Linked DNA regions of Sus scrofa: all the other regions are linked to region 2. The links are chromatin contacts, called in public Hi-C and HiChIP or PLAC-seq maps. All regions are on one chromosome and are shown on one strand. The core of a region is the stretch at or near the end of the contact, and the rest is flanking DNA. Distances in the headings are between cores, read along the strand shown.

Region 1 (4,155 bases), core at 342-2,841, 330 kb before region 2:
CCCCTGATTGGCTGGTCGTTGGGAGCAGAACTAGGAACAGCAGCGCCTTCTGGTACTTGACCTGTATGACCCTTCGTGGTCCCTGACCACAGCTGCTTCGTGCCCAGGGCAAAAGAAAAGGTTTTCAAGCTGCAGACAGTTCCGCTGGGCTCTGTGCCCGCCTCGGGGAAAGCAGCCCACTGAGAGCCAGGGCCTCCGGGCTGAGGATGGGGGTCCCGGGTGGAGGCGGCTGCAGAGAGAGGCCCCAAGGCCAGGGTCCCCAATTAAGGTCCCTGTTAGTGGCCTCCTGCCCCAAAGGGTTGGCCTCCTGGGAACCTGCAGGTAACCTGGTGGGGGAGGGTGTCCTCGAAAGCTCCGGGTAGTGGGTTGGGGTGGAGAAGGGCTTAGTAGGGCCTCCGTCCCATTGAGCCCAGCCCGACCATCTAGCAGTCCCTCAACAAACGTTGGAAGGTGTGTGCTCTGGGCCTGCCCCTCACATTGGCTCTTCTCACCTGTGTGACACCCGTGAAGGGGGCCAGGGTCACGGCGCCCTCTCTGCCAGGAGCTGGTGAGGTGGATGGAGGAACAGGGCGGGGCCTTCCAGGGGGCATCTCCCCACCAGAGCCGGTGCCAGTGCTCCCAGGCTGGTGCTCCCATTCATCTTACTTCAGCCCATCCGAACCTCAACTCCCTGGAGGCTGCCCCTCTCATCCCACCTTATAGATGTGGCAATGGAAGCTCAGAGAGGTAGATTCACCTGTGAAAGGCCACACAGCCCACCAGTGTGGGAGTCAGGATTTGAATCCAGCTCTGCCTGACTCCAAGGCCTATATCCTGAGCCCTCTCACAACCTGCTGCACCCCAGTTAGCCAAGCCCGCTGGAGCTCCGAGCTGGCGCTGGTCTCCCAAGGAAGGGGGTGCCCCTATGGGGCTCTCAGGACCTCACAGGCCCCTCTCCCCTTGTTGCCCCCACCACACTCCACACTCAGCACTGCCCGAGGAGAGGGGCCTCGTGAGGATGGGCTGTGATTTGAGCAGGGCCTGGCTCTGAAGTCACCTGACCCCGCCCAAGAGCCTGGCTGGGGGAGGTGACAGGTGGCAGCCCCAGAAGTTGCATCTTTGCTGCCTCTGCAGTTGGAGTTGGCTACACCCAAGCCTTCTCTGCCCCTCCAGTGTGGGGTGAGGGGTACCAGGCAGGTCTGGGCAGCTCCTGCTGGCCGCAGCAGACCAGAGAGGGAAGGGGACACCGAGGGCGCAGCAGGAATCAGCCTGGCCGCCCTCCCGGAGTGGCCTCTAACCGCGACGCAGCCTTAGCCACAGGCTTCTCTAGATGCCCTGCAAGGACGGCCTGCTGTGGACGCCCCTCCGGGATCTGGAGACACCCTCTCGCTGCAGCGCCATTGGCTCCAGGCAGCTGGGTCTGGGGACCTGGAGGGCAGGGGGGCGTTCCCCGGAGCTTTCATTGTTGCTACTGTTTATCAACACCCCAGAGAAGACCAAGCACTTTTGCTCCGTGGATGGCATCTCTGACTCCTGGCCCCCGATCCCTCTCCTTGCAGACACGGCTGGATGCAGTTCCTAGCTCTAACCACCGTGCTGTGCCCTATTTGGTTTTCTTTGTGCTGCGGTTCCTCTGTGCTGTGGGCAGGCCCAGGCTGAGCTCCCAGCCCCAGCGCGGTCTTCAGGGTGGGGGGGCAGCCGGGAGCAAGGCCACACCCCCATCTTCTCCCAGATCCCCAGGCTGGACGCTAGTGCCCTGTGGCCAGACCCGCCTGAGCCTAGAGTCGGGGGACGGCTCTCTGCCTTCCCTGTGCTGAGACAGGGCAGCAGAGAGTCAGGGAGAGCATCCTGTCCGGGTGGCCAGAGTCCCAGGGACAGGGGAGGGGAACAGTGGCGGGGGGGAGAGCCCAGCCTCCGGGAGCTGGTGTCAGGTCCTGTCGCTCCGCCCCTTGCCAGCCGTGTAACCTTGGACGTGATGCTCACCTCTAAACCTCCTGTGTCTGGCGGGGGCGCGCGGGGTGGGGGGCAGGGAATGGCAGCTGTGTGGATGCTCAGGGGAGGGTTAGGCTTGGCCCCCCCCAGGGGGATGGCCTGGGGACAGCACCCCAGGCCCTGCTTGACCAGCTGATGGGATACCCCCCACCCTGTTGTTCTGGACTCCCCGAGCCTCCCCACTGGCCTCGCTGCCTCTGGGGCGCTCTGCTCACCACGGGTGCCCCCACTGTCCCACTGCCAGCAGCAGGAGGCCCAAGTCCACCTCCTCTTTGTCTCGCCTCCCCCCCAGGTATTTCTTGAGCACCTAGTATGTGCCAGGCACTGTCTGGGGATGAGGGACAGTGATGGGTCCCTGCCCTCCAGGACGGGTCTTTCCAGTGGAGAGAGGGCAGCAGGAGACAAGCGGACCAACCCACGAGCAGATCCTTCCAGAGTGAGCCTCAGGCCCTTTCCAGCACCAGCTGGCCCGGCAGCCCATTCCCACCGGCTCACCTGTCTCTGTGCACCTGGTCCCCGAGCGGGTGGCCCTTCATGCCCCCTGTCTCACTCACTTCCTTCCGCGGCCCTGGCTCAGCCTCCCCGCCCGTGTCCCTCCCATCACAGCTTCTCCTCGGGGCCTGGCTGCCCTCTTGGAAGGAAAAGACTGTCCCTCATGGGGTCCCCATCAGGCTCAGGCTATCTGCCCGCCAGACCCAGTGGTCTCTGGGGCAGCAAGCTGACTGCCTCAGGCACAGGTGGGGGTGGGGTCGAGGCCAGGCCCTGCTGCCTCCTCTGCCCCTCACCTGTGGGTCAGGGTCTCAGCCCTTCAGTGTCTGGTCCTCGTTTAGCCCGTTCATTCCCAGTGGGGCTGATGTCGCCCCCAAGGAGGCCAGACTCTTGGGGGTGATAAGCCCTAGAAGGTACGGGGTTTGTGGCCTTCCGAAGGGCAGGGTGCACAGGACGGGCTGGTGGGCATGTGCCTGCCCTCGGTGTGGTCCCTGCGTTCCTTTGGGTCACCTCTTCCACCCCAGCCCGCCCCAGGACCGCATGTTCCGCTGCGGAACTCAGGCGTGGCTGGTCTGGAGCAGGTGGAGCTCCTGGCCATAGGGATGGGTGTGTGATCTGAGCCGGGTCAGTGAGCTGGCCTGGGATTTTCCAGAGCCCCTAGGAAAATGGCCAGTGAACTTTAAGCTGAGAAGTACCAGTGGCCCTCTCTGTCATCCCAGGGGGAAAGCCTGTCTGAGGGCGAAGCGGGCCAGCAGGAAAGCAGAGCCTAGAGACGGAGAGAAAGACAGACTTCCAGTTATGTGGTTTGAGCACCTGGATATAGCTCTACCTGCAGCTGGTCCCAGCCTCCGGCCTTTTTAGTCAAGTGGGCTAGTAAATTAATGTTTTCGTGAGCAGTGCCGCAGGAGCACTGCGTTATCTCAGAGTTGGTCCAAAGAATCTCTGAGGGTCTCCTCAGCTGGTCGGCCTTGTGGGCTTCTTTCTGGTGCACGCCTGCTGGGAGGCGGGGTGGCTGCCCCAGTGTCCTGCTTCCTTTACATGCGTGGGTGACATGAGGTGCAAGCCCCGGCCCCCGTGCCGCCCTTTCCTGAGGGGCAGCTGGAGACCTCGGCAAGGGCCTTCAGCTCACACCCCTCTGGCTGTCTCTGTTCTCTGGAAAGTGCTGGAAGGAACCTCATTTAACCTCAGAGGAAGCTGCCTACGAAGGTGTGTCAGAGCCGTCCCAGAATAGAACGGGCTGCCTAGAGAGGGGCGAGTCCTCGTCACTAGAGTTGACCTGGGCAGGCTGGCAGCAGAGGCTGCAGGCGGCAGAGCAGCCGCCAGAAGCCGGGGCTAAATAAAGCCTCAGCCCCGTCCTGGGTCTGCTGACATTTAACGGGCACCTGTGGACGCCAGGTCGTTTCTGTACCTCTGGTCCCCGGGACAGCCCTGTTGCCAGTGTTGCCGCCTTCTATCTGCAGATGTGGAAACTGGCCCAGGCCGGGCAGGAGCCTGGTGCTCAGCTATTCCTGCTGGGCCTGTCATTCAAGCCTGGCTTCCCAGTCTCTGACCTCCTCCTCTGGGTCATGGGCTGTTGGCCTCAGCGCTGGAGCCCAGTCGGTACGGCCTCAGGTCCAGATGCGGGTGTACAGGTAGGTGAGCAGCAGAGGAAGTATCCACTTGTTACAGAGGCGTCGGTTATATCTTTGCCCCTCG
Region 2 (4,107 bases), core at 155-2,654:
AACTTTTAAAGAGGTTTACAACTTTTAAAGAGCTGCTGTGTTTTGTGTCATTCAAACTCTCGAAATAAAATCTGAACTGTGAAAAGTGCAGGGTGAAATTTCACTGGGAAAAAACGGTTTTCCAGCCAGAAAAATATGACATACTCATGGGGTCTTAGCAAATAGCAAAATGACTTAGACTATCTGGCTATGGTTACATTAAAAAAGAAATACACAAAATACATCACCATATAACATATTCTCTTTATAAATCCTTTTATTTTTTTGGCCTCCCTGGGAATGTACAAGTTCCCAGGCCAGGGATGGAACCGGTGCCACAGCAGTAACAAGGAGGGGTCTCTAACCTGCTGTGCTACCAGGTAACTCCTTAACATAGTCTCTTTAGAACTTGGGCTCTGCTAATTCTCCTGGCTGTATTTTTTCCACGGCTATAACATATCCTCTTTCTTACTCTTGGACTTCACAGAGAAGGCAACCACTAGAAAATCAGTTTACCCAAAACTAGAGTTAGGTAGGAGGTAGTGGTGGTAGTGGAGACTGCACAAAAAGCAGCCTCCATGGCTTAAAAGTTTTTTTTCTTTAATTGAGATATAATTGGCATATAACTTCATGCTTTTTCATGATGTATATGGGTACATATATAATACATACATTATAAATATACACATACACACACATAAATGGATAGCCGTCTCGAAAGCAGGAATAAAAAACAGACGTAAAATATACATAAAGATTAAACTTTCAAAACCTAAATCTTTATCCTCCCTGGTATCAAGACTTTGAAACTCCCTAAGGCAAAGTGAGGCCGAATCGGGCACTAAGGAGTCCGCTCGGGGAGCCTTCGCGGTGGACTTAGAAGGGTGGTGAATCAGTCGCAGGGAAGAGTCACGCGGAGCAGTGCAGCTGCCACGACGCCCTCCGCGCCGCCCAGTCTGCGTCCCCAAACCCTGCGCACGCCGCGCTGGCCCGCCGCCTCCCGGCGCCCTCCGCCCGCCGCCGAGGTCCCGCAGCCCCAGCGGGCCTGCCGCCGCACAGAGGGCGGGGCTCCTCACAATCGGGCCGGGCGCCGGGGTGACGTCACCTTTCCGCGGCCCGCCTTCTGCGCCCGGAAAGAGGCGGCTGCCCATTGGCTGCGCCGCTCGCGGCCTCGGGGCCAATGACAGGGCGGCGAGCGGCGGGGTCCGGCCTTGACGTTGTGCAGCTTGCCGTGGGGTTTATTTGGCTCCGGGGTCCCGCACCGCCGCCATTAGGAGCCCGCAGCGTCCGAGGCCGCCCCCCTCTCTCCCCCCTCCCCCGGCGCCCCCCCCGTCTCCGCGCCTGCTCTCCGCCCCTCTGCCCCTGCCTCCCGCAGCCGGGAGCCGCGCGCGGGCCCGCGGAGACCATGTCCTGACTGAGGGGAGAGGGCGGAGGCGGCAGCAGCGGGGCGGGCGGCGGCGCGGAGGGAGGCGGAGAGGGGCCGGGCTCGGCTCGTTGCCCCGGGCTGCTCCGGGAGTCGCCGCGGCCGTCGCGGCCGCCGGGCGCCGAGCGTCGGACAGGGAGGAGGAGCAGGAGCTGGAGGAGGAGCCGCCGCCGCCGCCGCCAGGTAACCGGGCCCCGGGAGGGCGTCCCGCCGCAGGCCCCTCGCGGCCCCGCCGCGGCCTGCCTGGCCCCTCGCTCCCTGACGGCGCCCAGGCCGCCGGTCTCCCGGGCGGCCCGCCCGCGCCCCCCGAGGCGGCTTCGCAGGCTGGGAGAGGGGAGGGGGCCCGGCCCGGCCCCGCTGTGCTTCCATCTTGGGCTTTCCAGGTGCGGGGACAGGCCCGGGGCTGTGGGAGGGTGGGTCCGCCGGCTTGTTTACCGACCATCGATCAGCCGCGCTGGCTGGACGCGCCGCCGGCCCGGCCACCTCTCTTCCGCCAGATTCCCCCTCCCCCCAACTTCTTTTCCTGCCACCTACGGGCAGATGAGTGGGATTTTGCTCCCATTCTGCAATAGGCCCGAAATACTTGGGTCCGTCGCCACAAGTTGGTGCAGGTTCCCAAACTTGGATTTCGGTCCCTTGGTGGCTTCCTCTCCGCCTCCCGCGGTGGCCTCCACTGGTCGCCTTTTCTGTCTAAGGAAATAAAGGTGGGGGCGACGGGGGTGGGCTGGGGAGGCGGAGCTGGAACTGGTGGAAAGACTGTCTGCCCCTCTCCTCGCAGTTACGCTTGTACAGTGCGACTGGGTGCTATTTTCTCCACTGTGGCTTGGTGTGGGTCATTTCACAGACAAAAGGACTGAAATGCATACTTGCATTAAGCACCAGGGACCTGTTTAGGTTCAGCCTGGAAGTTTGAGCCGGCCCATTATCTTTGAGATACGCTGGTGTTTTGAAACTCTCTCGTTGAGAATTTAGTCTTTCAGTTATTTGATTGCCTTTTCCGTAACTCTGTAGACCCTCAGGTTAAACGCCGTCTCCTCTGCCCAGTATTTTGGTCTGTGTGCTCGCCGTATGATATTTTGTTGTCAGTACATTTAATGTACAAAAATACTCTTTGGGGAACACAGTTGAAGAGAAATCTTTAGCTCTGGGAAACGTTACATAATGAGTGGCTTTTCTCTCTGAGGTCTCTCTTTAGTTGATTTCTTTATCACTTGTGCGACCTCAAGGGTACCCATGTTTTCATCAAACATGGATGACTCAGTGTTCAGAACATAAGCCAGGGGAAACCATAAGGAATTTTGATCTTGGCTTGTGCCAAGGGCCTTAGCAAAGTAATCTAAACTATGTTTGTGAAAAATTAAGCCGGATCGCTCCTCCTGGTTATTAGTCTTATGAATTAAATGAGGTAATTGTGAAGACATGTAGAAACCTGCTGGTCCCTTGACTTTGGATCGTATAACGAGATACGCCGTATCCTCCTTCTACTAAAATTTTATTAAAAATTTTTATAGGGCTGTTAGGGGGACTAAGAGGACAGCAAGGGCACATTTTAATCTTTGGGGAGGATATTATTTGAATGCCATGAGGGGTTTTTATTTCTGTTGATGCTTCAACACCTTTTATTAATGCTTCAGAGCGTTGAGACACCCATTTGTTTACTCTTGAAATGTGCATGGATAGTAGATAACTCATTCGTGGTAGTATAATTTTAATCCTGTGGCCCTTGTACACTGATAAGGGTTAGGGCATGTTAACATTGAAAGTCTCTGAATTAGCATAGTTTCAGAACTCGTGATCCAGTTGTATATTTGAGGTAAATTGCCTCCTGTGCGTAATTGATATAGTGAGAGCTGTTCAGTGTACTTTATACTTGTATTACTTTTATAATAGATGGACACTTTAAATACTTGGGAATCGCAAAAGTAGACCACTGTAGCTTTGTATTTAATTTGATTCAATGTTGAGCCCTGCTGCTCACTTTCCTCCCTCCCGATAATGAGCTCTTGGACCTGGGCTTTGAACACCTTTTCTTAGGGTGGTGTGCGGCTTCACCTGGAATATTTTTGTACATTAAATTTACCCACTAATGCTTTGGGTAAATAATATCTTGCATATTTTAATATTCACCTTCTCACATCTCAACATAAAACTTCGAGAGCACTCCTTGTCACATGCAAAGTAAAGTTTAAGCTCCCTGGTGTGGTTTTCAGGTTTCTCTATAATCTGGCCCTGATCCATTCTTCAGTCTTAACTCTTATTTCTTCCCTTTGTGAACCCTTCCTTCCAGCCAGACTGATTTGTTTGTTGTTCCTGTGAAGTCCTCCTCTTGGCTTTCCTTTGTGCCTTTCTTTGTGCTCTATTCAAGGATCCTCCCTTTACTTTGGGCCCTGTCTCTTGAGAAGCCTTTTTAGCTACTTTAACCCCAAGGGATCTGTTCTCTCCTTTGAGAGACTGTTTTCTTTCTTCTTCTGTTTTTTCCTTAGCATAGGCTAGCCTGGATTTTAGTTTATCTCTTAATGTTTGTTTTTTTTGTTTGTTTGTTTGTTTGTTTTCTTGGCTGCGTGTGTGGCATGTGGAAATTCTTGGGACAGGGATCGAACCTGTGCTACAACAGCAACCCCCGTGGCTGCAGTGAAAACTCTGGATCCTTAACCTGCTGCGCTACACGGAACTACTGCCTTTTCGTGTTTTTATTCTGCTTCCCA
Region 3 (4,132 bases), core at 976-3,475, 430 kb before region 2:
CTGTGGCTTATGTAGGCTGAAGATGCCACTTGGACCCCCCGTTGCTGTGGCTGTGGCATAGGCCAGCAGCTGTAGCTCTGAATGGACCCCTGGCCTGGGAACCTAGAAAACAAAGACAAAAGACAAAACAAAAAAGCTAAAGGGAGGCAAAAATGACTGCAATATTATAGTACTTGTTGCATGTCCTACATCCCCGCCTGGCAAGGTCCCTCATGACAAAGGCTGAGTAAGTGCATCTCTGTATCAACACAGCCCCAACACAGCAAGTTCTAGACAGTCACGGAATGTTGAGTTGATCCTCTCTGCAAGCGAGAAATTACACACATCTGGAAAAACAGCTAGGGAGAAAAGGCAAAAGCAATGTTTACAAAACCTTAAAGCAAACCAAAAAGGGGGTGGGCTGGAACGTACCTTTCCCTCTCTCCAGGGCCACAGGTAAAGGATGGTAGTTGTGGGCCCCATATTTAGCTTCCCGCTCAAAAATGTAATCAGAGGATGGAGGCCCTTGGATGGTTCTTTTCGTTGCAACAGACGTCGCAGAAGCCACTGTAGAATGAACGCCACGACGAAGGAGAGTGACGGTCTGCAGATGGGCTAGTTTGGAAAACATGGTGTCCTTCAAGGAGGAAGACCAGCAACCTGTCCAAAAAGTGAAGGCGTAGAGAGTTAAGACCTTCCGGAGCAGAGGCAGGTCAACTCCCTTGCTGAGCCTTTACCAAAGGGTCAGGAAAAGAAGAGAGAACTAAGAGCCGACTTGAGCCTTGCCTCTGGGAAGCCTGAAGGTGCCCCGGGGAGGACAAGCAGGGACACATTTACAGTAAAACCCAGCAAGCACTGGCGTGGTGTGCAAAAAGTGCTGCAGGCTGGAAACTGCAAGGAGACCAATGAAAGGTGGAAAGGCTTTTTCTTTCCACCAACTCCTTCGCATACCATCCGAAGGTTGTATAATAAAGACACACACACAGCTACACACACAGGTACACCTTCTCCCTGGGGCATTCAGCCAAGGCTGAACAGCGGAGTGACTCAAGAGTTGGCACCTAATCTTGGAGACTGAGGAACCACTCAGAAAATATTTATTTACGTGGGGGTGTGAGACTTTCAAAGATAAGAGCCCAGAGCCAGAGACCAAATCAGAGGCGCAGGCTGCCTGGGAGCCGTTGGGGGGGGGGGGGGGGCGCAGAGGGGCTGAGGACTGCTGTGCATATCAGCTCTGTCCTAGTGAAATTAAGAAAGGATTTGGCTCTACATAGGTAACAGGGATGAACCAAAGCGAAAAGAGATGAGGAAAGGAAAAGTGATTTCTTGGGGGAAGGGAAGGGCTGCTTAGAAAGGCAAAACCTGTTTTTTAGCCACAATTATCTAAAACTTCTATAGGTCCAAATCATCATACACAAAGGTGAAAGGTAAGAAGATGGGGAAAAAATGTTTTGTAATGTATAGCAAACAACCTTTGAGGAGCTTTTTAAGTGGAAGAGACCAGACACAAAATAAAACAGTATGTATGAGATGCAATGATGCAACTCTGAAAAGAAAACTGTCTACCCTGCTAAGACGGTGGTTCCTATAAAATTAACCCCCAAAAAACTGCACCACAAAAGCAACTGTTTAAAGGAGAAAAAGGCAACCAGGAACTAGAGAGTATCAAGTTATGACAAGCCAAGAAGTTTAGTAATAAATCTTAAATATCACTGAGCAAACTGGCATTCATTCGCTCACAATCTATTTATATATTTCAGAGTCAATTTCTCTCCTCTCACCAGCACCAGCCGGAAGACCAGCCCCCATCACAGTTCTTCACAAGGCTTTGTAACCAACTGTATCACTGAGAGTCCTGATAAGCCATGAAGTACATTCTGAGCTAAGGAAGAAGCCAAAAGTAACAAGAAAACGGGAAAATACACAGCAACCATGTGAGGGCAGGGGGTGGGGGGATATTTTTTAAAGATAAATTCAAGATTAGTGGAAAGTTGCCAAACATGAAACGTACTTAATATGTCTATAGCTATTTTTTTTTAAAGAGTAGTTAATTCATGTTTCAACAGAGCTCTGTCAATAAGTCAAGCCAGCACGCAGTCTGAACTGCCAGATTAGCAAAACCTATTACTTGGAACTTGGCTCGCTTCCCAATCAACTTGGCACTACCCAGTAAATCCAATATGTTCAGGCATTCGCTAAACAAAATCCAGCACTTGCCAAGACTCACCCAACTATCCTTTCTTCCCACAGTACAGATTAATTACAGATTTTTTCACTGGAGATCCAGCGACGTCTTCAGAGCGTTCAGTAACTCCTGAAATAAATTGCAGACGTATGTGCCTAAGTGCATTTTTCGAAGATCCCTAATTTCCACTAGATTTTATTTCAAAGAAGTGTATTAACCACAACAAAAAAAATTACATACGAATCATTACACTGGAGATAGCCGCTAGCAAAAATGCAAAAACTTCTGGTTATACTTGACAGAACTCACCCAAAATATTAAGTCTCAAACATTGATTTTAGGACTTCTCTTGTGGCGCAGCGTTATCACTGCTGTGGCACAGATTCAATCACTGGCCAGGGAACTTCCATGTGTTGTGGGCCCAGCCAAAAAAAAAAAAAAAAAGCAAACAAACAAATAAATAAATAAAACATTGATTGGTTTTTAACTTTATTTCTTGACTAGAGACGCAGTAAGCATTAATGCTCTGTTTGACCAACTTAAAAAAAAAAAAATTTACTTTTCGCCTTGATCAAATTAGCAGTAAAACACAGTGTCACTTAGATACCGTTTTTTTTTTGTTTGTTTGTTTGTTTTTGTTTTGTTTTGTCTTCTTGCCATTTCTTGGGCCGCTCCCGTGGCATATGGAGGTTCCCAGGCTAGGGGTGCAATCAGAGCTGTAGCCACCGGCCTATGCCACAGCCACAGCAATGCGGGATCCAAGCCACACCTGCGACCTACACCACAGCTCACGGCAAGGCCGGATCCTTAACCCAATGAGCAAGGGCAGGGATCGAACCCGCAACCTCATGGTTCCTAGTCAGATTTGTTAACCACTACACCACGACGGGACCTCCTAGATACTATTTAAACTGAAACACGGGGGAAAAACTGTAATTGCAATGTATACATGTAAGGATAACCTGACCCCCTTGCTGTACAGTGGGAAAATAAAAAAATTAATTAAAAAAAATAAATAAACTGAAATACTTTCTGAAAAAAATCTCTAACCACAATAAATAAAAGCCTTAAAAGTGTTTGTGCTCTTAGACAACTAATTTCACCTTTTTTTGGAGGAAACAGAAAAATTTTAATTGCCAGGCTACTTAGTGCTGTGCTCTCTGACTTCACTCTTAAGATTCTTTTTTTTTTTTTTTTTGGCCGCACCTGAGGCATAGGCAAGTTTCCAGGCAAGGGATAGAATCCCAGCTGCAGTTTCGACCTACACCGCAACTACAACACCGGATCCTTAACCTGCTGCGCCACAGTAGGAACTCCCGGTTTCAAGACTCTATTCGAAAGAAATAGGACGGTGGACATTCGTGAATAAAGCATGTTCAACAATGTGAGAATGGTTCAGCATAATCACATAATACATTCTCATTTAAAATAATTACAGTTCTTAATGACAAGAAGAGATTTTGTTCGTTTTTTGGGGTTTTTTTTCTTGTCTTTTCTAGGGCCGCATCTGCGACATATGGAGGTTCCCAGGCTAGGGGTCTCATTGGAGCTGTAGCTGCCGGCCTATACCAGAGCCAGAGCAATGCGGGATCCAAGCCGCGTCTGCGACCTACACCACAGCTCACGGCAACGCCGGATCTTAAACCCACGGATTGTGGCCAGGGATCGAACCCACAACCTCATGGTTCCTAGTCGGATTCATTAACCATGATGGGAACTCCCATAAAGATGAACGCTAAACATTTTTTCAACTGGGAAGTCAAACAGTTTAATGCATCAAATGCACTAGGATCCTGTAAGCACGTTTCTATTAAAGAACCTTCTGTGTTCAACTTACTGTGCTTGGCATAAGAAGCATTAGACCAGAATTAAGATGGGCTTAAAAATAGCCAACATCAACAATCTCCTCCTACAAAAAGGCTTGGAAAACCAGGACAGTAGCGTGTTAAGTTCCTCAGAGTTTGGAGA

What was found. A called contact is a pair of places that touch in the nucleus more often than the background predicts. HiChIP or PLAC-seq counts read pairs in DNA pulled down with a chosen protein or histone mark.
Region 1: a Hi-C map of embryonic fibroblasts shows a contact between it and region 2, with 2.2 times the contacts expected there. The contact joins the enhancer-like site here to the promoter of ZRANB1 in region 2. A contact is called at or near these places in 1 of 5 promoter capture datasets (liver), 2 of 47 Hi-C or Micro-C datasets (embryonic fibroblasts and liver) and 1 of 2 datasets of contacts at active chromatin or transcription factors (skeletal muscle).
Region 3: a contact with region 2 is called in an H3K27ac HiChIP or PLAC-seq map of alveolar macrophages. The contact joins the promoter of OAT here to the promoter of ZRANB1 in region 2. A contact is called at or near these places in 1 of 47 Hi-C or Micro-C datasets (liver) and 1 of 2 datasets of contacts at active chromatin or transcription factors (alveolar macrophages).

What each region holds. Positions count from the first base shown.
Region 1 is chr14:133,923,255-133,927,409 of Sscrofa11.1, forward strand. The region is part of intron 6 of LHPP (phospholysine phosphohistidine inorganic pyrophosphate phosphatase); the gene reads left to right. Among named protein-coding and RNA genes, the nearest start is that of TRNAE-UUC, 31 kb to the left of the region's middle. Within about 2 kb of position 1,592, at least 14 of the 83 cell types and tissues checked have an H3K27ac peak or open chromatin away from gene starts, as enhancers often do. A contact at or near this core is called in embryonic fibroblasts, where this site is marked.
Region 2 is chr14:134,252,523-134,256,629 of Sscrofa11.1, forward strand. It overlaps ZRANB1 (ubiquitin thioesterase ZRANB1), which reads left to right and starts at 1,405. Exons shown (of 10, transcript XM_013983854.2): 1 at 1,405-1,585.
Region 3 is chr14:133,822,554-133,826,685 of Sscrofa11.1, forward strand. OAT (ornithine aminotransferase) reads right to left here and starts at 2,226. Exons shown (of 10, transcript NM_001185141.1): 1 at 2,207-2,226; 2 at 412-639. The coding sequence starts at 610.